2 separate regions of the Oryctolagus cuniculus genome follow, and region 1 is linked to region 2. The links are chromatin contacts, called in public Micro-C maps. All regions are on one chromosome and are shown on one strand. The core of a region is the stretch at or near the end of the contact, and the rest is flanking DNA. Distances in the headings are between cores, read along the strand shown. Region 1 holds the start of SLC44A1 (solute carrier family 44 member 1). Region 2 holds the start of ABCA1 (ATP binding cassette subfamily A member 1).

Evidence for each region. Hi-C and Micro-C count contacts between places; a contact is called where the count stands out from the background.
Region 1: a Micro-C map of ear pinna shows a contact between it and region 2, with 4 times the contacts expected there. The contact joins the promoter of SLC44A1 here to the promoter of ABCA1 in region 2. A contact is called at or near these places in 2 of 6 Hi-C or Micro-C datasets (ear pinna and skin fibroblasts).

What each region holds. Positions count from the first base shown.
Region 1 is chr1:209,054,933-209,061,756 of mOryCun1.1, reverse strand. It overlaps SLC44A1 (solute carrier family 44 member 1), which reads right to left and starts at 5,502. Exons shown (of 16, transcript XM_051855997.2): 1 at 5,323-5,502. The coding sequence starts at 5,358. It overlaps LOC138844917 (a long non-coding RNA gene), which reads left to right and starts at 4,850. Exons shown (of 2, transcript XR_011381339.1): 1 at 4,850-4,995; 2 at 6,021-6,416.
Region 2 is chr1:208,761,706-208,768,085 of mOryCun1.1, reverse strand. ABCA1 (ATP binding cassette subfamily A member 1) reads left to right here and starts at 1,990. Exons shown (of 49, transcript XM_051855993.2): 1 at 1,990-2,317.

The sequences.
Region 1 (6,824 bases), core at 4,253-6,752, 290 kb before region 2:
GTAGGACAAGGTTTGTTTCCACTCAGTAAATGAGTCTGGGAACTGGCAGCATACAGACTGTAACTGAAACCACAGGAGATAAAATTACCTAGAGGAAGTGTAAGGAATGGGGGTTCTCAGTTTTGGTGACACAAGATAATCACCGTGGGAACTTCAAAAAATGTGAAGTCCAGACAGCACCCTGAGCCAACTAGATCAGAGCCTCTGGGAGTGGGACCTAGGCATCAGTTAATACAAACCTCTCCAAGATATCCCAATGCACAGCCACAGTTAAGAAAGAAACCGAGAAATTAGGAATTAACAGTAAGAGCCAGAGGTAACAGACTAAATATTTTTCTGTTCCCGACTCCTTCGGAACATCTCTCTCTGACCACAGATGACTTTATGTTTCTAAACTCTAGTCTGGATCAACAGAAAAGTGATATAATAGAACTGGTTTATCTCTAATATCCCCTAAACTCCCCCAAATTCAAGCCTGTGTTTCAAAACTGTAGTTTGGGAGCAGGGGGCTGTAGCATGGAAAAATGCTGTTAACCAATTATCCATTATCTTCCCAAGACATAAGATGGTAACTGTAAGAAAACTGTGGCATAAAATTTAACTCAGTAATACTTTAATGCCAATATTTTATTGAATGGACCTTTTCTAAAGAAAGTGAGCTAATTTAAGATTGTGGGGCAGGAGGGTAGGGGTGGGAGTACTGCGGTGCAGCAGGTTAAGCCACTGCTTAGGAGCCTCCCATCCCATATTGGAGGGCCAATTCAAGACCCTCCTACTCTGCTCCTGATCAAGCTTCTTGGGCTCATGGCCCAAGAACTTGGGTTCCTGCCACCCATATGGGATACCCTGATGGAGTTACAGGCTCCTGGCTTCAGTGTGACACACGCTGAGCTGTTGCAGGCCTATGGGAAATGAATTAACAGATTGAAGATCTTTCTTTCCTTTCCTTTTTCTTCTCTCTCTCTCTCTCTCTCTCCCCACCCTTGTCCTTGTGTCACTCTTACTTCAAATAAATTAATAAATCTTTAAAAAAATATATTTAGGAACCACACATGTGAACATCAAAAGAGACGCAGAGTGCAGATTCAGAAGACCTGAGCTGAAGTTTGCATCTAAGCAGCTCTGTAACTTCAGCCAAGTTTCTTAACCTCCGATATTCAAATGTAAAATGGAAGGAAAATCAGATTTATTTAATGTAGATTAAAATATGAAAATGACTGTAAAAACTGCTATACAAAGTGTACTGACATTTCTACATTATTTTCCAGCCAATTTGGACATTAGCTTTTGATTTACATATTTTGAAGAGTGGCTCATCTATGCCAACAGCATAGTTTACAGAAGAAATAACGATCATCTTCATGCCATGACTTTTTACTGCAGCTATTGACGGCAAGTTTACTTTGCAGGTCACATTTTAATTGAACAACTTAGTCCCTGTGGGTAGTTCCCACTACATTCTTCAAATTTCGTTTTTACCACTCAACTTCAAATAACACAAAGCAGATATAGACTACAGTATCATTAAAATTCTGTGATGGCACAGTTCATGGACTAGCCAGTATTCGTGAACCACTTCTGATTGTTTCTCATGACTCTCAAAACAAACCACAAAAACTAGGGAAACACAGCTACTTAGCCAGCTCTCAATAGAAGATCATGGAACACAACAGTGGACAAGTCTCCTAAAATCAGACATAAAAGGGGGCAGTTTGTTCAACCACGAAGATTCTCCTCAATCCCCTTCACAATTTCTAAGGTTACAACTGAAGGACACAGAACTCCAGGGCACTTGCAGAATCTCCTGGCCTCCAAAGCACCACTGTGAGAAATAATGATCTAGCCATTAACGACAAAGACTTACGGCAATTTGCTAAGTAATCTTTCAGGAGCTTCCTGAATTTAAACTGGTTTGTCGATGGAAAAGAACATTTAATAAATCTGAAGATTTACAAGTGAACTTTGAAGTTTAACATTACAAGAATAGAAATTATGCCAGGTTATAACCAAACACACGAATTACGGAGGGATGGGAATAAATTTTAAGAGTCTTAGGGAGGATTAGTGCTGTAAAAAGTAACTCAAGACTATCTTACTTTTATATTCCCTTCAAAAAGACTTTAGGCAAAGGCTCTCATGTATTGGCTTGTTTTGAGCAATTACTACTAGTATCAGTAAATAACTTATAATGGTCACTAATTAAAAAAAAATAATTAAGAGTTAAGACCTGCCTCACTAGATGCTCATTCTGAGATTCTTACATGTACATACCTGATACAGCACAAATTGCTTTGCCAATAACTCCTCCTTCACAATGAAATACTAGCAGGGAATGACACTTTTCCCTCATCTAAATCCTAAAGCAGGATAATTATTTTGATGGGAAATCATGATATCCAGACACTGCCAAGAAAATGAAATTAACACCAGGACAGGTTACAAAAGATAAAAGTTTAGAAGTCTACAACACAGCAAGAGACTTTAAGTGAAAATACATTTTATTCCAAAAGTCACTCCCTAGTTTATTTACATGGATAAAACCTGCCAGGCTTTATATTTGCTGCCGACACTGCTGGGAAAAGCTAGGCTGGACTGCAGATTTCCTTGAAGTATGTTGTGATGTGCTATGCAGGTTCTCATTAGAGTTTGCAGACAAGCTCTTTTAAAGGTGTGACAGCCCCCACTCCACCTAACATAGACACATTGAGCCAGGCATCAGGAGAAAGGGAAAAACCTACTCAACTTTGCAAGCTGATGGTACCATGGATAGAATAGGAATGATGTGGGAAAGGCAGGTAAATGTTAACTTAAAGCAGTTCCAGTTTGGGTTTCAAAGAGGATGACTTAGTGAGATTCACCTAACAGTCTATGGAAAAGAAACAGTAGATTCACATTCAATGTCACTTGCCAGCCAAATGTTCTAAACAGCATTGATTTTATTCAGTGACTATTACTGATCAATTATTATGTACAAAGTGCAGTGAGGCATTGTAGTATATACAAAGATGAGGAAAACAAAAGGGGTCGCTATACTCAAGCAGCTTAAAATCCAGGAGACAAGGTTTGTGAAACACATACTGACTGAAAAGACATTTGAGGCCCCCAAGGCAGGCTCCACATGACCACAAGGCATGCATCTAGATTTAAAGTTACTCCCTCTTTTGTTTCTATACCACACAGACAGATACAATAGTATCTAAAATTGGTGTTGCTAGGAAAAGGGGCTTTAAAATGCCAGCAGACAGTAAAACTTCACAAATGAACAATGCCTAAAATCTCAAATAAGAAAAAAAAAAAAAAATGATGACCAGCCCTTTGGCAGAAAGCCTACTCTTCAATGCTCCACTGAGTACAAGTCCCTAAAGCTGAACTCAAAGGCATGTGACAGTTGCTGATTGGTTATAGGAATCCACGACAAAATAAATAAATAAATAAAAAGGCACCCCTTGGGTGCATGACAAGGGTCTTGTCTGTGGAACATGGTATGAAGGAAACTGGATAGGAGAGGAAGAAAAAAAGCAAAGAAAACATATGTGACAGCATTGTGAAAAGCAGGAGACCGACAAATGCTTTTTTCAGACACTACCTGTTATTAAAGCAGAGCTCTGCTGTGGCATCCATCCCTCCCAAATTTAATTATTCACGCACTGGAGAAGCCATCCATAAACTATCGATACTTTCCTATCTTAAAGGCATTTCACCACCAAAACAAGATGTAAAAAGTAACCCAATTCTGAAAGGTAAATATGAAATACACCTTTCTGGTGAAAATGAGACTTAACTAAATATTAGATGTACAGCACCCAAGTACATCCCTCCCCCTAGATTCAGAACCAACTGAAAGGTGAGTGTGATTCTGCACCTTTATATGTTAACAGGAAAACCTAGAGCAAGCCCCTGCTGCCTAAACCACCACATGCAGTTTTTCCTTGCGATTCCAACTGAATAGGAATATTTAACTAAGTAAACCAGCGAGGCTAAGAACTGGACAGACAGGAGGGAGATCTCACAAAACATAAAGGCCCTCCATTCATCTGCAATGCTAGTCATTTTCTAACAGATCTTGGATTTTCAGAACAAGTATGCAGGTTATTTAAAACTGAGTTATATATAGTCGGTGAGCAGCAGCAAAACACTTCTGGCATTATCACAGATGCTAGATCTCTGGAGGAATGTTCCCCCCAAACTAGCATTTTTCTTCACCCAAAACAACCAGCCTTTATTCCTAAAAACAAGAGCCCCTTTCTCCCCCTCAAAACAAACAGATCGCAGACCACAGTCAAATTCTACGCTAATGAAACTGTGGCGATGACATCGCAGGCGTTGTTAGAGCCTATTTTTCATACACCACCAGCACTCAGTTTGATGCAGTATTCCTGATGGCTTTTTATCGTATTTGTAAATACACTCACTAATCCAGTAAATTAGGTAATTTACAAACAGGTCCTCTCAGTTATTAGTGGCCAGCAGTCAAGTTCCATTACGTTTGATCCTTAGACAGTTGTCTATAAACATTTCCACCCAGGTTAAGGGCTCGGATCGCAAAGAGGGAAGGAGGCTGCCGAAATTTGGATGGGGGCAGGGTAGGAGCTGGGCGAAATCTCTGCATCCGAGCCCTCCGCGACAACATTCAGCCAGTGCCCACAGAAAAACTAAATTCGGCACCTCTTCCTCCTGTTACACTGGCAACAAAGAGGGAGTTTCCGCAACGCTCCCGTCACCCACCAGGTGCCCAATCTGCTCCCCAGCCCAGTGCCCGCGCTCCCGCAGGGGCCTCCGGTGCGAAGAGGCCGCGGTGCCCGGGGTCAAGGCACAAAGGGGGGATGGGACCGGGAAGCGGGCCGGGGCAGGGCTCCGGGACCCTGGAGTACTTGAACCCGGCCGGGGGCGGCTGGCAGGAGGGAAGGGACAACATATACGATGGAGCAGAAACTGGAACCCGGAGGGAACGCGCCCAAGCTGGGGGTGCACAGAAAAGAGTCAGCGGAGGGCGAGGTGGGAAGGGGAGCAGGGCCCGGGGGACAGGGAAGCGCTGCCCTCTGGGGCGGAGAGGAGGCGCCCGCGTCGCCTCTACCTGCGGCGAGCGGGACGCGCCGCTCAGGTGTGCCTGGGAGGCCAAGTCGGGAAGGGGCCGGAGATGCAGAGGGCGCGCGCGGGGGGCCCGGCGGGGGCGCCTGAAGGCGGGAGAGCCGGGATGGGGGTCTCGGGAGCGCACGGGGCGCTGAGGGCAGCCGGGGCAGCAAGAAGCGTCGGGCGCCCGACAGCGAGGCGCAGCGCGGGGGAGGCATCCGGGCGGGCGGCCGGGAGGCGGGCGCCCCTCACCTGCGCGGCGGAGGAGGCGGAGCTGCAGCAGCCCATGGCGGGGCCGGGGGAGCCCGGAGGCGGCGCCGGGCGCAGCTACGCCCCGGAGCCCCTCGGCATGCGAGCCGGCGGGCGCCCGGGGAGGGCGCGGCCTGGCCCCGCACGGCTTGACGGTTTGGCGGCGGCGGCGGGCACTCAGGAGGCGGCGCGGCTCGGGGCAGGCGCCGGCCACATCCCCCGGCGGCGGCGGCTGCGCGGCTCCTGCTCCGCTCCTGCTGCTGCAGCTGCTTCCCAGCGGAAAGGGGCGGGCGGCGGCGGCGGCGGCGGCGCCTCCCCCTGTCCCCCGCCTCCCGCCTCCCGCGCCCAGTCCCTCTCCCGCTCCCTCTCCCGGGCCGCCGCCTCCTCAGCGCCGCGCGCGTCTCCCATCAGACTCCCCGCCCCCAGTGCAGCGCCGCGCGGGCGGCAGGGCGGCGGCAGCCAGCACGAGGCCGGACCCTTGGGCGCGCGTCGGAGCCTGCGCGGCGCCGGGCCCATTTCGCGGTGGCACCGAGGCTGAGGATTGCCTCGGGGCGAGAGGGCGTCTGGGGCTGAGGCGCCCAAGGACCGGGCAGGCTCGCTGCCGAAATGGGGCCGGGTTGCTTCCGGACCGTGGAGGCACACGGAGCTTCTCCTTCTCCCCTGGTGAATACACAGCTGGGAAACTTGATGGTCTCTTGCAGCGTTGTTGGCTGCTTTTGTATCCAGAGGAACGCGTCCAGCATAAACCTGCCCTGGAGAAGGAATGGGTGATAGAGGAACAGAAACAAGCATTCGTTGCCATTGCCCCATTTTGCCGATGTGAAAACTGAACCTTCAAGGGGACAAGAGTTAAATGAAACGCACTCAAGTTTGAAATTGAAATGAAGAACCAACCGGAAATGGGGAAAAAAGCCAAAAAGTTTTCCAGGCTCTAGAGTCAAAAGAGTATGGAGTGTGAACTAAGCTTTCTTATACAGGAGCGTTCACAAAACCCAGTAAGTGGGTTCATTCATTTCATTCATACTAAAAATGTTTACTGAGAAGATACTAAGTTCCAGTAACTTAAAAGCAATGAGAATAAAGAGGTGAAAACAAAAGTTCCTGCTGTCTTCCCTGAAGCTACTAGACATGGCCACTACCTAAAAAAATGTTCCATCCCCCAAAGCATCCCTAGAAACGCCGTGCGAGGCTGGCTTTTGGCCCAGTGGTTCAGAGTCGCTTCGGACACACGCGTCCCATGTCTAGGTTGGAGTCTTGGCTCTGCTCCTGATTCCAGTCCCTAGGAGGCAGCAGGTGTTGGCCCAAATACTTGGGTCTTTGACAGTCCTGTGGGAGACCTGGGTTGAGTGAGTTCCTGACCCCTGGCTGCGCCTGGCCCAACCCCAGCTGTTGCAGGCATTTGGGGATTGAAGCAGTTGATGGAAAGTCTGTTTGTGTTTGTCTCTCTGCCTTTTGAATAAAAAGATGAAAATAAATAAATTCTTAAAGAAGTAGTATGAGATGAG
Region 2 (6,380 bases), core at 741-3,240:
GTTACAGACAGTGGGAGGGAGAGAGAGAGAGAGAAAGGTCTTCTGTCCATTGGTTTACTCCCTAAATGGCCGCGACAGCCGGAGCTGCGCTGATCCGAAGCCAGGAGCCAGGAGCTTCTTCCCAGTCTCCCACGTCGGTGCAGGGGCCCAAGGACTTGGGCCATCTTCTACTGCTTTCCCAGGCCATAGCAGAGAGCTGGACTGGAAGTGGAGCAGCTGGGTCTCGAACTGGCGCCCACATGGGATGCCAACGCCGCAGGCGGAGGATTAACCTGCACCATGGCACCGACCCCAGAGAGAGATTATTTTTAACTCTTTCCTAATCCTGGACTTTCAAAACTTTATAGGCCATAGGTGACACCTGAAAATGACACCGATTTTCAGCTACTAGTACCCTCTCAGTCTATAGTGTCATTCCTCCAAGGAGTTTGAAGATGTCAACAAACTTCATTTTCAGAAAATCCCTGTGAGGCTAAAGAGAGCAATTACATTCTCTCTACAGAGGAAGAAACTGAGGCAGAGAGACTTCATCTACATGGCAAATCCTGTGGTTGGGTCAAGTCTGACCCTGGGACCCAAGGACTGAGGCAAGACGGATCCCTCCCCTATGCCCTGGGCTTTGGAAGGCTTGGGTGTGACCACTCCTCAAATGCTACTCCTTCTTGGCAAGGGAAGGCATCCATGGGGATAAGGGACTGTGCCACCCAGGATCGTGAGGACCCGGGGCCCTAGAATTCTTGCCCCAAGATCCTTGTGTGCAGTCGCAGGGTCTGCTGGGGCCTATTTTCTGTCCTCGAATGTTCACAGAACCATGGACTTGGGCCTCTGTGCTTGAATTGTGGTCCAGAGGTACGAGTGCCTGTGGAGTTGAGGGGGCACAAGCAGGGTGTGTGTGTGTGTGTGTGTGTGTGTGTGTGTGTGTTGGGGGGTGTGTGTCCACAGGCAGGCAGCGGGGGTTCTGTGAGATGCTGGAGCAGAGCGGGGCTGGGGGCAGCTGTCCCTCTCCACCACATTCTTGCCAAAATCAGGTCAAACCGTGAGCAGTCTAAATGTGAACCTGCCCTTCAAGGTTGCCCGACAAAGGCGTCTTTGTCAAGGTAAGAGATGTTTATTTTACCGTCCCTTGTCTGGATTTAGGACCTAAATATTTAGACAGATGGTATGTGGGCCTCCGCGTGCCCTCTTGTCTCTGCCCCTCGCACGTTTTTGGGTGCTCTTGCTCCTGACTGCCAAAAAGCCCAAGGGAGCATTGGAAAACCGGAGAGGTTATATAATTTCACACAACCGCGATTCTCGAGCTGCACTCGGCAAATACAGACGAGCTTACCTACGAGCCCTGAGTATTTATCACGGGGGCTCTGACCAGTCACAGGAAAATAAAAAGCAGGCTGCTCCACACTGTTCCATCCCCCCAGCCCTCCGTCTCTACTTAGGAAGAGGTGGAGCAAGACGCTCTTCAGGCTTCCCCGGAGGGCTCTGGGGTGCCGGGGCTGGGGGTCTCCCAGGGAAAACCAAAGGCAAGGTTTGTGTTGGAAAACAAAAGCAGCCAGTCATTCCTACTCCATTTAGGTCGCTGAAAGCAAAGACTACAGGGCTGGCGTCCCGAGGGGTTCCAGCCCGGAGCTCCCTCTCTCCCAATCCCAGCGACTGAGGAAACGAACAAAGCGGGGGCGGGGGGTGGGGGGGGGAAGGCGGAAAACTCAAGTTTTGAGGAAACCGTTCCCGCCGGCGCTGTTGGCTGCCCGGAACTCAGAGGAGTCTCGGGTGCAGCCCCAGACCCGCGTCTTCCACTAGCCCTGGGTTGGCTGGCCCGGGGAGGGGCAAGGGGCGCGGACAGCCCACCCCCGGACCCCACGAAACCGGCCGTGCAGGCGGCGCCCTCCGCCCTCCGCCCCGGGCCGGACGTCGCCCGTTTAAGGGGCGGGCCGCGGCTCCACGTGCTGGCTGCTGAGTGACTGCACTACATAAACAGAGGCCGGGCCGGGGGGCGGGGAGGAGGGAGAGAACAGGCTTTGACCGATAGTAACCCCGGCGCCCGGCACAGCCGAATCTATAAAAGGAACTAGTCGCGGCAAAAAACAGTAATTCCGACGGAGAGTGAGTGCGGCCGGGACCGGCCCAGCCGCGCCGACACCCCTCTCCCCAAGCGCGGGCGGACAGGGCAGGGGGCGCCCCAGGACCCCCGCAGCCAGGGCCTATTGCTTCCTGCGCTTTGCTCCCTAATTTTTTTTTTTGCCCCCTCTTCTTTTCCTCCCCTTCTCCGGAAGGGTTTGTCACGGGGTTGGGGGAAAGAGGCGCAAACAAAAGTGGAAAGCAGGTAAGAGACTTTCCAGTGACTTGGGTGTTATTGTGTGGGGAAGCGGTGGGATTCGGGGACTTTCGTCCGGACCCCGACATTCCCACCGTTTGCGATGCGAATAGAGTGGGGCGGCGTAAATGGGAAAAGGTGTCTGAAGACGAGACCGGCCACCCTAGGACCCGGCGCTTGCTGCGCTTGGGGCTCGCGCGGCGGCCGTGGAGCCCGGGCATCATCTCCGGGCTTGGAGACCCAGGAGCGGTACCTGCGGCGCCGCGGGGCGGGGGTTCTTGCGCGTACTCGGGGCGCCGCTGCTCCGGTCGGGAGAGGCGCGGGTCCTGCACCGAGCGCTTCTCTTTGTTCCGGAGCGCCTGAGCCCAATGCAAACCCCTCTGGCCGCGGGTCTGCCAGCGCCCACCGGGACCTGTGCTAGCTCCGAAGCCCCACTCAGCTTGGGCTGAGTTAGGCTCGGACCTGGGGTTTGACTCCGTGCGCCCGGGGACTGGAGCTGCGCCTGCTTGTCCCCCAAGAACGCGTGTAGGAGGTGTCCCAAACAGGGTCCATTGTGCTATTGCTCGCTTGAGGCCTTGGGGGTTTTGTTTGACTTGGGGATGGCTTGTCTGCCGTCTTCCTGCGTTCCGTGGGGCTGGTGTCCTTGGCGCATGGGGGGGGGGGGGAGGGATGAGTTTTGTACCTTTTAAACGCAAGACTTCGGGAGAGCTCGCGGAAACTTGGAGCTGGGGTGCCCATTCCTTCCTCCCCGCTCTGCCCTATCTCCCTGGCCTTTGTTGCTCGTGTCGTGGGGGGCAGCTTCAGGCAGGGCACGGATGGGGAAGCCGGGCAGAGGTGGTGCAGCAGAATGACCGCGAGTAACCCCGGCGGGCGGCGCAGAACTTGCAGCTTGGCGGCTGAGCTAGGCTGTGCTGTGCGGGTGGGGGAGCTGGGCGCCGGCTGCGGGAGGCCCCCAGAGACTGACCCGCAGCGCCTCCTGGCTGGGTGGCCTAGGAATCGGCCTGTGGTGGAGTAGGACAAGACTCCACGGGGCGTTGGCGCCCGCGGGCTCCTTGATCGTGAATCCCGGTGCAGACCGGGAGGAACCTTGGGGGTTGAGGTGAAAGAAAGGCCGTCTGTTTTTTGTTTTATTTATTAGCCTTCTTTCTGACTCCAGAGCATTGCCAAATCAGAGAAGGTTCTAGGGGCATCAGCCCGTGGCCGGATTTTGTGTAGGTGCATCTCTTTTTCAGGAATTACCAGAAGCAGGAGAGAAGATGAAAAATGAAGACAGAATAATAAAGTGTTTGGCACTAGAAGTAATTGCCTTTCCTTTTGTGCGGGCATTGATCCCATCAGCTTTTAAAACCCAAGACTTTTCAGTGACACCTCAGAAAGGAAGTGAGTGGTGTAAACATTCATAAAATCAAGGACAGATTTGATATTTTAAACAACTTATCTGGTGGTGAAAATCAGCAAGTAACTTTTTCTGTATGTTCCAAGCCCCACTCCCATAAAGAACAACTGACAACAATAGCTTGGAACCCAGATCCAAGTTTTGATTTTAGACAAAACTTATAAACTAAAGGGGCCAGCACTGAGGCGTAGTGGGTAAAGCCACTGCCTGCCGTGTGGGCATCCCATATGAGTGCCAGTTCAATTCCTGGCTGCTCCACTTCAGATCCAGCTCTCTGCTATGGCCTGGGAAGCAGTAGAAGATGGCCCAAGTCCTCGGGCCCCTGCACCCGCGTGAGAGAGCCAGAGGAGGCTCCTGGCTCCTGGCTTCAGATCAGCGCAGCTCTGGCCGTTGAGGCCAATTGGGGAGTGAACCAGCTGATGGAAGACCTCTCTCTCTCTCTCTCTCTGTAACTCTGCCTTTCAAATAAAGAATAAAGGAGAGAAAAGTGAACCTATCACATCTTCTTAAAAAAAAATCAGCTAAAATAATACTTTCTCATCTCTTATATTTCAACCTATTAACACAAAAGTGATGGGGGCTTCCTGTTATTCTCATTCTTACCAGAAACTTCCAAAGCACAGAAAGCATGGGAGCATGGAGAATATTCCCAAGGAGACTCTCTTCAGACAGGATAATTGTTCAAGTACACAGTTTTGGTGTGAGCCTGTTCCCCAAGTGCTCTCATAAACCATTAAAATAATTTGTGATAGGGATTTTTGGGAAAACATTAGCTATACAGAACAAAACAGTATCTATTGGAGAATAAGCAGTAGGACCATAGGGATGAGGGGATGGAGACTCCAGCCTTCGTGATGACCACAGTCTAAATGGGCAAGAATTGCTACTGTAGTGTAGTGAGTCACTCATGAGTTTCTTTGCAGGTGCAGCCTGGTGTTGCAGAGTGACAGATCTGTGACTGTGACACCTGTGGTGTGGGTGTCTTCCCTGCAGAGGAGCACTGGAAATCTGCATGCTTACGAGCATTTAGACTGACTTCTAAATGAAGTGTGTAGTGGACGCTGGACAACTGCGGCTCAGTGTGTTTACAGTTCATGTGAAACGTCCATTAGTCTAAGGTTGGAGAAGGGTGATTAGGGCTTGATGGTTTTCAACCTCTGCTCAAGGAAGTCCCAAGGCAAACATTAAAAATGAATGAAACTCAGCAACTCAGCTTTTTACTACCTTTTGTAGCACTTACCTAATACAGAGAGAGGAGTTGGAATATTTTTCTGGCTTTTTTTTTGGGGGGTGGGTGTGGGTGTGTCTCCTTTCCCATAAACCAGGATGTTTATGCTATACTGTAGTGATTGCAAATTAAGATCTTTGCGAATTAACTGTGAAACTTTTTATCAAACAGTACCTTACACGTAGTGTGTGTGTGTGTGTGTGGGTGCAAACTTGAAATCTTTACTTAGTATACAGTTGGTCTTCTGTTTATAAATTTAATTAAAAATGAATCTTAATGAAGAATGGGATGGGAATGGTGGTGGGAGGGTGGGTATGGGGGGCAAGAACCACTGTATTCCTAAAGTTGTACCTATGAAATTTGCATTCATGAAATAAAAGCTTTAAAAAAAGAAATTAGAAACAACAAAAAAATTAAGATCTTTGCTTTTTCAATTTTATCTCCTAAAATATTTAAATGGATATTGCTTTACACTCTTTTAAATTAAAAACCTTTGGATATCAAAGAAAATATCAAAATGTATGTGGCTTTTGCATTTCTAAAATATTCTTGAATCTAGATACTAAAGAACTAATGCAATTATGATGTTTCTTGTGGTCAATTATTCAAGCATCAATTTTCAGAAGATTCTGAATACTTTATGTGCTGGGAGTGGGCTTACTCTAAAAATGGAGACCGTTTTCATATCTGCATGGGAGAATTTCCAGGAATGCCAAAGATATTACAATTTTTATTTTTTGAATAAATTTTGAAGTTTATTTTCATTTTATTTGAAAGGCAGACACACACAAATCTTTCTTTTGCTGGTTCACTCCTCAAATGCTTGCAGCAACAGCTGGGCCTGGGCCTGGCTGAAGTCTGGAGCCCAGAACTCCATCCAGATTTCCCACGTGGTGACAGAGACCCAAGTGCTCAAGTCATCATCTGCTGCCTTCCAGGATGCACATTAGCAGGAATACTGCAATTGGAAGTGGAGCCAGGACTTGAACCCAGTCACACGATGTAGGATGCAGGCATTCCCAAGTGGCATCTTTACTGCACTTCTCACTCACCCCTGCAATGTTTATTTGATAGACACTTACATAGTACTATGTGTCAAGTATTGTTCTAAATACTTGCTTAATCTTCACAACAAACCCATTATTATCCCTATTTTACAGATTGAAAAACAGAGAAGCCAAGTAGCTTGTCCCTGGCCACACGTTTTGCAAGTGGCAGAGCTAAGATTTGGACTTAGCCAGTAAGTTCCAGAATTCTTTAACTTCCACATTAAACAACGGGGTGGCAGGATTTCAGCTGCTGTGTGAGCAGGGCACTTCTAAGGATGCTTAGTGTATTCTCTGCATGCATCTGCTGTAGCCCTTATCAGAATCCACAGTCTGAATTGTATTTTCCTGTTGCCATGAGTGAGCCAGCCAAATTCTCTTCAGCCGGTTGAGACGTTGGCT